2 separate regions of the Mus musculus genome follow, and region 2 is linked to region 1. The links are chromatin contacts, called in public Micro-C maps. All regions are on one chromosome and are shown on one strand. Each heading gives the region's core, a stretch centred on a gene start, on an enhancer-like site or on the middle of the called end of the contact. The rest is flanking DNA. Distances are from core to core; before and after follow the strand shown. Region 1 holds the start of Nhlh2 (nescient helix loop helix 2). Region 2 holds the start of Vangl1 (VANGL planar cell polarity 1).

Evidence for each region. A called contact is a pair of places that touch in the nucleus more often than the background predicts.
Region 2: a Micro-C map of embryonic stem cells shows a contact between it and region 1, with 1.7 times the contacts expected there. The contact joins the promoter of Vangl1 here to the promoter of Nhlh2 in region 1. A contact is called at or near these places in 9 of 39 promoter capture datasets (cranial neural crest, epiblast stem cells, frontonasal cranial neural crest and 5 more), 4 of 484 Hi-C or Micro-C datasets (embryonic stem cells and nephron progenitors), 4 of 115 datasets of contacts at active chromatin or transcription factors (embryonic midbrain, embryonic stem cells, forebrain and 1 more) and 1 of 9 other capture datasets (adipose tissue).

The regions. Positions count from the first base shown.
Region 1 is chr3:102,007,869-102,013,101 of GRCm38.p6, forward strand. It overlaps Nhlh2 (nescient helix loop helix 2), which reads left to right and starts at 2,277. Exons shown (of 3, transcript NM_178777.3): 1 at 2,277-2,457; 2 at 2,867-3,191; 3 at 4,778-5,233. The coding sequence starts at 4,786. The coding sequence ends at 5,193.
Region 2 is chr3:102,201,792-102,207,024 of GRCm38.p6, forward strand. Vangl1 (VANGL planar cell polarity 1) reads right to left here and starts at 2,902. Exons shown (of 8, transcript NM_177545.5): 1 at 2,721-2,902. It overlaps Gm16160 (a long non-coding RNA gene), which reads left to right and starts at 2,049. Exons shown (of 3, transcript XR_375921.3): 1 at 2,049-2,479; 2 at 4,010-5,161.

The sequences.
Region 1 (5,233 bases), core at 1,027-3,526:
AAGGTCAGACATGGAGGGGTTGAAGATGTAAGCTACAGACCTTTCCTGAAAATACTCCAGCCTCGTGGGAGAGACAGATATGGAAACCAAGAACCATAGTGTACAATATATAGTCTCTAAGGGGGATAGGAGAAGAGGAGCCATCTGTGCCTGGGATGTCTTAGAAATGGCAAATAGGGAGGGGGATGGGAGCTTTCCCACCAGAGAGAATGTACCTGTGTGGAAACCCATGTTGTGTCTATAATGGCGTGTCTAAGCATAATTGTGTGCGTATCTGGAATGTTTCTACACAGCTTTAGTCGTGTATTAATTTATGAATATGCAGGTTGTCGATGGCCTGGCTATAAAAGCGAATTGGTCTGGACTCACATGCACCATAGCAGAATCAGGCCAGCCATGGTTTGAGCATCCTCTTTCCCATCCAACTCCCAACACGAGGGTGACCAGGGACACGGGCCACTCCTATCCTAGCAGCTGTGCTTTCTAGAGCTCAGGTAACAAAAGCCACCACAGTTTTCAGTCCATCTGCCCAAGCATCTAATTGAGCCAGACAGCTTGTGTGAGCTCTAGATGGTGAGGAGACATGAGTATCTGAGGGTGCGCATCTGTGTGTACATCTCTGTTGTGTGTTAGTGCTTAGTGTTGGCTGCTGCTAGCCAGGCTGGGAAACCTTCCTCTCTCCCACATCGTCACTCCTGGCTCCCACCAGCCCTGCAGGGAAGGGGCTTCTCTGCTTGCCCATCTCTATGCTTGGGGATACCTGGGTTGAGCAGAGGTGAGGCTGAGCAGCACTGGTACCATATTCCCTTCTTTCCCTCTACCCTGCCTATTCTGGCCCATTACCCTCCTGGAGCTGATGTGAACAAAGGCAAACAATATACATCACAGCCATGAGGAACCCAGAGGGCCACTCTCTAGGTGGGTAGCTCTACAGCCCTCCCCTGAGGACAATACCTCTTTATAGGACAAAGGTGATTATGAAGAGAAAGTGAAGGTTCTCCTCTCCACAAAAACTCACCTAGGAACAGGGAGACAGGAGGTTGGCTATTATTCTCTCATTTCCTCTAAGCTTAATCAATCTAAAAAAAAATAGTATTTGGGTGTGATGGTACATGCCTTTAATCCCAACACATGAGAAGCAGAAACAAGCATATCTCTATGAGTTTGAGGTCAGCCTGGTCTCCATGGTGAGGGTCAGGCCAGCCAGGGCTGCATAGTGAGACCTTGTCAAAAATACCAAAAAGAAAGAAAGACAGGAAGGAAGAAAGGAAGGAAGATAGACAGAAAGAAGACAGAATTAGTGGTATCACTGGCAATGTGTAAATAATAGCAAATAATATATAATTGATAGTGACTAACAGTAAATTTCCCTTAATTTTGTAAAACACATAAATTTGGGACTGGAGGTCATCTTAGGCAAAGGCATTGCATGCTAGAATACTTAATATTTACATTTTAGCACAATTACATTGCCACCCAGCTAAATATATTCACTCACGTGTTAGGATGGGCAAGAATAAAGTACTGTCTTTGCACATACTGTGTGTCATATTTTACAGCGAATAATGAACATGAGTAAATGGGTAAAGAAAAAGAAAACCAAACATAACTCAAAAAGTAGAATTATCTAGTGGTCTCTAACTACTTGGATTCTGCTCCTAATTCCACCAATGATTTAAACTAATGTGTCAAACGTCCTTTAAAATATCATCTATTAATAAGCTGGTCTCATAGTAGAACCTTTCTCCAAAACATCCATATGCTTAAATAATCATGATTAAAGCATCCTCTAAAAGACACTTCACTTTACATAAATGTTAGCATTGCCTGTCTGGATCGTTCACCTTAATTACAGTGTCATAGACAGAATATGCTTTCATGTGCCCAGCACAACTATTTTTCTAACTATTGATTTAAAAAAATGCTGGCTCACAAAATGCCAGAGGAATTTTCCATGTTCATATAGTGTCTACTTGCACTTAAATATTGCATCAATAATCTGAAAACAAGGAACCGCCTGTGTGGCCAGACGCTGTAGATGCTATGGCTTCTATCATGGGCTGCTTTCAACTGCTATATTTTATGGCACAGATTCAGTGGGAATCTGATCTGCTAAAATATTTGGGCTGTGAAAACTCCCACACTGTGACAGATGTCAAGTCCAATTAAGTGACTCGTGTCCAGGTTTCTGTCCAATAGGATTTCCCATTAAATATCAATTTAGGGGGAAAAAATTCCATCCCCCTTCTTAAGCCTTTATCTCTTCCACCATCTCCAGGCTAAATCAATTGGTACCAGAAGAGCCAAGAAGCCACACAGGCAGCTGCCTCTCCTCTCTGGCTCTCCCAAGCTCCCCTTTCTCTGCTTCCCTGTCACTGTTACTCCAGAAGACGTCCACTTCTCTCCAATCTCTCTCCAGCATCTCCAAGCTACTGACTATATACATTTCACCACAAGGTAAAGAGGGGAGGGAGTGGGGTAGGGTAGGGGGTGTAACCAAACCTTGAAAGACTTTGAAACTGCAAAATTGGCGTCTGCTTATACAACACAGAAGTAGATGAGGGACAAGACAGAGGCAACCTTAAGCCCTAGTTACTGTATTGTTGTTCCTGGGAACTGGGGAGACACCGGCTGAACAAAGCATTATCTTGAAGAAGAAGAGAAAAATCACTTCTGAGCCCCTTCCATCCCTGACCGCACTTCCCAGTTTCGCCCCAGCCCGATTAAGGGAAGGGAAGGAGTCCTCAAGGAATGGAATTTTATCTTAACCATCTTTCTTATTGATTATTCTGCTATTAGAAAGTGGAGGAATCGTCCCTTTGATGTGATTGTTTTTATCTCAGCATCTCTTTTGTTATTTATACAGCCCTTTGAGTGGGGAGGCGTGAGGTTTCAACACTTCGACTTATAAAGATCAACAACGAATTTTCCTGAAATGTTTAAGAACAGTTAAAAACAAACCAACAAACAAACAAACGGGCGTTTTCAATCCATCAACTAAGTGAACAACCATACACCCGCTAAGACACCGCCGCTCGTTGTGGTGGTCGGCGAGATGACAGCTGCTTTTTCATCTGCGAATGTAATAAATATTGGCTGCTTTTAATATTTGCCAGGATCTCTCCTCCTTGTTTCCTGGAATTTTAACTCTAAAAGATTGACGAAAAGATTATCGACAGGGCTCTTGCAAGGTAAGACATCTTCACGTCTCTTTTTCTTTAGATTAAGTTGAGTCATATTGTATTTTATAGATGTATTCCTCACACATGGTCATAGACTTAAATGCCCACGAGAAATACCATTTATGACTATTTAAATATCTGGAGGATTTAAACGCGTGGGGGGACAGCCCGGGAACTTTTTGTCCGATCTGTAACTATGTCGTGGTTTGCTATGATTTTTCTCCCTGTGTATTTCTACCTCTTCACGCCAACTGCGTAGGTGTGAGTTGTTTCACTTATAAACGTAGAGAAAAGCCTGGGGGGCGGGGGGAGCAGCATGCAGTTCGTTTGGTTCATTTATTGTTATTCTGAGGATCCGTTTTCCTTGCACGGAAAGCTGTTTCTGAGCTCAGGTCTCTCCTGGGCAAATTCGAGGCCAGGAGCCGAACCTACATCCCCTCCCTGGCTTTTGTTTCTCTGAAGCGAGGCTCTTACTCAGGAGCCTTGCCTGTGAGGGGCAAGGCGGGGTACAGAGGTCATAGCCCGGTCGTCCCTCCTGGTGGCGGAGGCCCAAAAGCTCAGCTCAGGCAGGTTTCTATCCCCATCTGCCCACCCAGATCACCCGCAAGCCCAGTGGTTCTCGAAGACGCGAAGGCCCTCGAGCTGCCGGCCCGAGGTGGCTTTTCCAGGAGGGCATCGTCTGGGGAAAGCCCGGCGCAGACACGGGGCCGCGGCCAGGCCTCCCTGGGCCGCCGGTGGGCTGCGGGGCTCCGGTCCCCTAAGCTCACGAACTTCACCCGCACAGATACAGCTTGCGCCCGGGGCGTCCCGCACTGGTGCCTCGGAGTCCATCCCTCTCTGGCCCTCCCCAGCCCCTTCGCCCGCAGCGACCTGGCCGCCTGCGTTTTCCCGGGAGGTAGTCGGCAGACTGCCGGGCATTGTGTGATCCACGTCCCTAGGTCCCCAATGTGTGTGGCAGTCTGCGTGACAGATGGTGCTCCGGGAGAGTATGAGGGCCGAGGAGTCAATTTTCTTTTGAAAGGACCGAACACATGTGTTCGGTCATTTCTTTATTATTTCGGAGAAACGCGGGGAGGGGACGGCAAGAAAGCCTTCCCGGCCTAGGTTCCAGGATGGGGTTCGCCCGCACCCCAGCGTAGCCCAGACCCTCAGGCGCTGGGAGTCTCCAGCTGCCTTGCCCTAGGCCCTCGGGTGGGAAGCACACTCTGCATCTCCATTAAAACCCAGATGCATCCATCCTTCGGGCATCCATCCCTTCGGGATCTTTCCTGTGTCTGGGAAGGGAACGGAGCAAGGGAGGCGGGAGAGAGCAGCTGATGTCTGGCCAGAGGAGACTCAAGATGTCAGCCGGCCCCAGAGGTCCACGGTTCTTCAGCCCCAGCGCCACTGGCCCCTCTGGCAGTCTTCTGTGTGGGTTCAGAATGCGCTTTGATACCCGCTCCTTGCCTCCCCACTTGCGTGGGCCTGAAACGAGGAGAGGACCAGTGTCCCCAGGTCCCCTCCTAGAAGTCCAGGTTTGCTAGGCCCTCGCCACTACTCCTTGCAAATCAAGAACCAGATTCCTTTTATTAACTGACTTTCTGACTCCCCATCAGCCTCCAAAATGATGCTGAGTCCGGACCAAGCCGCCGACTCAGATCACCCCAGCTCGACGCACTCGGACCCGGAGTCTCTGGGCGGCGCAGACACCAAGGTTCTGGGCAGCGTGTCGGACCTAGAGCCAGTGGAGGAGGCGGACGGCGACGGCAAGGGAGGCAGCCGGGCCGCGCTCTACCCGCACCCGCAGCAGCTGAGCCGCGAAGAAAAGCGCCGCCGCCGGCGCGCCACGGCCAAGTACCGATCGGCCCACGCCACCCGCGAGCGCATCCGAGTGGAGGCTTTCAACCTGGCCTTCGCCGAGCTCCGCAAACTACTACCCACGCTGCCTCCGGACAAGAAGCTCTCCAAGATCGAGATTCTGCGCTTGGCCATCTGCTACATCTCCTATCTCAACCATGTCCTGGACGTGTAGGGAGGGCTACGCCGCGGGAGGCCGCGGGTCCGGAAGACTG
Region 2 (5,233 bases), core at 1,652-4,151, 190 kb after region 1:
ATGGTACAGGGACGTGTGACAAAGCCTGAACGTGCACGTGTAAATCATAAAGCATTATCCAAGTCTGTGATGTGAGTGAGGCTCTGCAGGGCTCAGACACCTGGGACAAGTCAATGATCCCCTTCCAGGAACACAGCGCTTCAAGATGTACAGCTACAGGCCACTGTTGACCAGGAGAGAAAACGCCCGCCTCATTTTACCTGGTTTGCCAATGAGTTCAACTCCCATTCCCAGACTAACTGCTCTTGGCCTGAGTCATTAATTACCTCTGGAGCATCCCTGGCAGCTGGATAAGGGTTGCTGAGGAGCTGTGAGTGGTTACTGTCTCTAGGATGGGTATTTCTTTTCAAGCAAAGCCTTTCCCCCTAGTAGATTCTGAAGCTTCAGCCACCGCCTGATGCACACCACACATCCCATGGTGTTCTAAGGGGGATCTGGGATGAGGGTGGAGGCAGAGCAGCAGAGGATGGAGGCAGTTTGCTTCTGCCTCCAGGAGGACACAGAGTACCAGAAACAGCCCAGCCACAGCCACCGAATCTTGTCTTCCTCGTGGAAAGTGGCACAGTTAACTGGCCACAGTTAGCTCACTCCACAGATATGGCGGCGATTAAGACTGAAGTCATTTGCATAAAATAGCTCAATCTTCAGAACAAGTCTTTAAGGGAGGCAAAATTGAATGTCATGGCACAGTTAAGGGGACAAGGTCACACACACAAGCAAGTGCCCCCATATGGCTTTAACCTTCAGAGAGCCATGGAAAACTGAAAGCTATGTAGCAATTACCAGGATTGTTTGTTTACTTAGAGAAGAGGCAGGCAACAATAGTGAATTGTTCCAAGCCACACATAACCTCACAAAGAATCCTGCCTTTCGACTCCTACTCATAGGCTCAGTAGAAGGGAGACTGTGTGTGTGTGTGTGTGTGTGTGTGTGTGTGTGTGTGTGTGTTTTGGGGGGGGGGTCACTTTAAGGAGAAAGGAAATTAATCTCAAACAGCCTCCAGCCCAGGTGAGACCTATGATTATTAATCAGCATGATGAGGCCCCCATCCAATCCAAACTACATCAGACGCAATGCAAGGTGTGCCTTTGGGTATACATCAGGGGGATAAAGAGTACTTGGCACACTCAGCACATTAATTCTTCAACAGACGGTTGTCATGGAATTGTTACTTGGTAAGGAAACTTTTCAATTTCCTGTATGGTTTCATCCTATTGCTCAAGAAATAAGACAATAACAACTTTTTTGAGACTTGGCAGGCAGTCTCAAAAATATGACACTCACAAAGTCTTTCATTTTACTTACAAATGAAGTTGCCACCAAGTGACACTGTCAGCAACTGCATCCCTGAAAATTTCACACTGGGAGTTTTGGCTATTCATAGTGGGAGTCGCCAACCTTTAGAAATGCTAAATGCTCCTGGATATTGCTTTGAAATGTAGAATAAAACAGTTTCCTCCCACACATCAAAGCCCCAACCATATCACACTGATTTAATTCAATTCTAAAAACTCTAATTAGTGGTTACATAAAATGGCTAATTATGCCTCCCTGGGCTCCGACGGTTTCTGCCATGGCACTTACAGAGCCTAGGAGCTGTGTAATCAACACGCCCACTAGAAGGAGAAGGCTAATTAGTATTGTTGATTGGTGACATAACTTATAATATTTTTTCAGCAAACCCCGTAAAACGTATAAACACGTCAGTGAAAACACTAGTCTTCACAGCTAACTTTTGGAATTCGCCTGTAAGGGCGCGCGCACTCCTGACCACAGTCCCCTCAAACGGGTTCAAACTAACGCACGCACCAACCACACAACCATGCCAATAAAGACCCCTGCCACCCCTCCATGAACTTCAGAAGGAGCTCATCTTCGCGATCTGGGCATCACACCCGGTTTGGAGACATGAAAATTGAGATTGCCCGGCTCCGACTCTCCTCTCCTCATCACTTAGCCCACCAGGCTACGGCTCCGCCCCCACTCCTGCTTCCACCACCGACGCTTTTAAATTTTTATAAAGCTTCACACTTCTCTGGGCGCGCTGCTCGGGGCAGTTCAATGGCTGCAGGATGAAATAAGGTTCGACTGGTGTCTAAGGCTGCCCGAGTGCGGCGAGGTTGCCCAGGACAGGGACTCCTCCTTTGGCTGGGACTGGCTGCTCGCCTCTGCTCCGCCCCGGCGCTTTTGAAAGTAAACTACCTGCCTGTTGCGCTCCGCGATGCGCAACTGGCCGCGCCCCCCAGGCCTCCCGGGCTGCGGTTTTGTAAGCGAAGTGAGAAACACGAGCCAGCTCCGTTCCTGTGCTGGAAAACCGGCCAGTTGACCCCGGGTCCTGGCGGGGACCCCCATCGCGTTCTGCCCTGCAAGGCGCGTCCAGCCACTGGTTGCCTCCGACACGCCGTCATTCCCTGGCCACCACCCGGCACGCGCACTCAGGGGCGCACTCCGAAGGCCAGACAAGGCAAAGAAGTCCGAGGTAGCGCAGGCTGCCCCAGGACTCCGAGCACTGGAATGGAGCGGAGAGAGCCCGGGGCAGGGATGGAAGGACCCGCGTCTCGGGGAGCTCGACCCGGAGGAACCCAGGGGTCTCCCGGTCCGAGGGCCCGGACCCCAGTCGGACTGCTGGGGAGCAGGGACACCCGCAGTTGGCCTGACCTCCCACCCAGCTCAGTCTCGAGCCGCCGCGCCGCGCCGCGCCCGCCTCTCCCGGGACTCACCCCGGCGCCGGCCCGTCGCGCTCCACGCCCGCGCTCTCGGCTGCAGCGCCCGGGCTCCGCGGCCTGCGCTGGGCTGCAGTGGAGGCACAGCCCCGCCGCGGCCGCTGGTCTCTGCTGCTTTCCGCTTCCTGTCCCGGCGCCGCCCCGCAGCCCCAGCCCAGCCCTGCTAGCCCGGCGCGGCCGCCAGCCAAGAGCTGCGAGCGCTGCGGGCCCCGCTGCCGGCCCGGCCCACCTGCAGCGGAGGGCGGGGCACGGGGACACACACACACACACACACACACACACACACACACACACACACACACACACACGGCCTGGCCAGGGACTGACATCTCCCCTCCCAAGTGGACCCACTAGCACACAGCCTAACAAATCTCATCCTGAACACACACACACACACACACACACACACACACACACACACACACACGGCCTGGCCAGGGACTGACATCTCCCCTCCCAAGTGGACCCACTAGCACACAGCCTAACAAATTTCATCCTGAATTCCTGAATACATGACGCAGGGGTTGATGTCTCTCCACCCAGCACCCCAACATACCCCCAAGATCACACACGCACGCGCACACACACACACACTTACAATTGTGCATAAAATCCAAGCCCTCATTGTTTGCCATCATTAAAAGCTCCAACCCGCATATCCACATGGCTCAAGAACCAATTTCTACCCCTCCCCCAACTCATACATTTTTCAGCACACATAATACACTTAAACTCCAATGTAGCTCAAGAGATGACCCAGCCCGTAACCACCAACGCCCACAGTCCTACAGCAGCTTCTCCCCGCTCCTCTTCTACCAGAGCAGACATGCCTGCCTACTGGAAACTACCAGGAGAGCGCATCTCTGAAGGCAGGGAGCCAAAAGTTCCAGACCGATTGAGACCACTTCCCTCGCTAAGCTTCCTTTCCCTGTCTGGATAGTGGTGAGGACTCTAATGTCCTTGAAGGGTTGAAATTCTAGTATTAGAAAGTGCAGAACAGTTGGCAACTGTTTTTGTGAATATTCTCACCCTTCTTTCTTAGTCGTCATAGAATCCATGCCCAGAATGACAGATCTATAGCTGCCATGACAAAATGCTCCCGCGAAGGCACGCACAGCGGGAAGTGCTGAATCTGCAGTTTGTTTGCAGGAATGCTGGGGGTGATTTGCCTTGCGAAAATGCAGGCTCTTTGTGAAGTAGCCTTGTTTGGGAACCTGTAGCCTCAGGAAGTCCTTACTGTCTGCTTTTTCCTAACTCCTCTATATTCCATTTTCTCCACCATCCAGGCCACGTCCTTCTAAGTACACCCAGATGTTCACGGTGGCAGGACGATGTTCCACACTCCTAGCCTCCAGACTCCAATGACCCCACCATCTGCATGTACCTGAACTGCAGCCTCTAAATGACTCCGGAGAGCAGATCTAGAGTCCAGCATCCCGTTTCCTCGGGTAAATCCAGCTGTCTGCCCGGCATGCTTAGCTGCTAAGGTGGGAAAGCCAAAGAAGTCTGGAAACGGAGTCCCATTCACCTTACCACTTAGAACCTTCACACGTAAAGCAGAGCAAGACATCCCAGTTCAAGTGTGAGGTTCTCCAGGAGTCCTGTGTAATACTAAGACCCACAATGAATTTTCATGGAATGGCATTCCAGCTTGCTCTGGGTGATTTAAGTAACCTTATAATGTGATGCTTCTGAGAGGGGTCAGGGGAGAAGGATAACCCAGAATATTATAAATGATGAGTTCACGTCAAAGTGCTATCTACTATTTGTTTTTACCCCATGAACTAGAGTTTCAGAGTTGAAAAGTTCAACTGAAGGCATTCAGACACTGAGTGGTGGTCCGTGCAACCGAGCGTTGCACTGGATAGAGCGAGCTACCTGTGGCAGAGCTGTTCAGCACTACTAGCCATTCATCTGACATTGACTCCCCCAGCTACACCTTTATCAATAATTCAGGTGACTCCACGGGCACCACCTGCTACTCTCTTGTTTTGCTAATCCGTTTATTTCAAACTGCATAGGGGAAGAGCAACACTATGCATTGGGTTCTTTTCCAAATGTCAACATGCCTACCTTCCATGCGTGCAACAGCAGCTTCCTGGTCTTATATTTTCCGTCCCTCCCTCCTTCCCCCAAGGCTTGTAATGCTCTACCTGCTATGATCCACCCTATCTACCAAGACCCAACAGTTGTATGACAAAACTTTTTCTGGGGAGATGCGACACACACATCTGTTCACCCCAGATAGGGAACCTATGACAGAACAAAGTGTGGATACCACCAAAGTCCAACGTGGTGAACCAATGAGTTTTAGAGAGGCTCCAGGAGCAGAAACGACTCAAAGACAGCTGCATCACCAAGGCGTACCCCAACATGGGTGGCACTTCACAAAGCTGGGAATCTGGAACGCACTGCACATCCTGCAGGCTGCTCAACAGGTTGGAGAGTGTCCTCAGTGGGTCTAAACCTCTTCCAGGCAGCTCAACTGATTTACGATTCTTCCAGGCTGC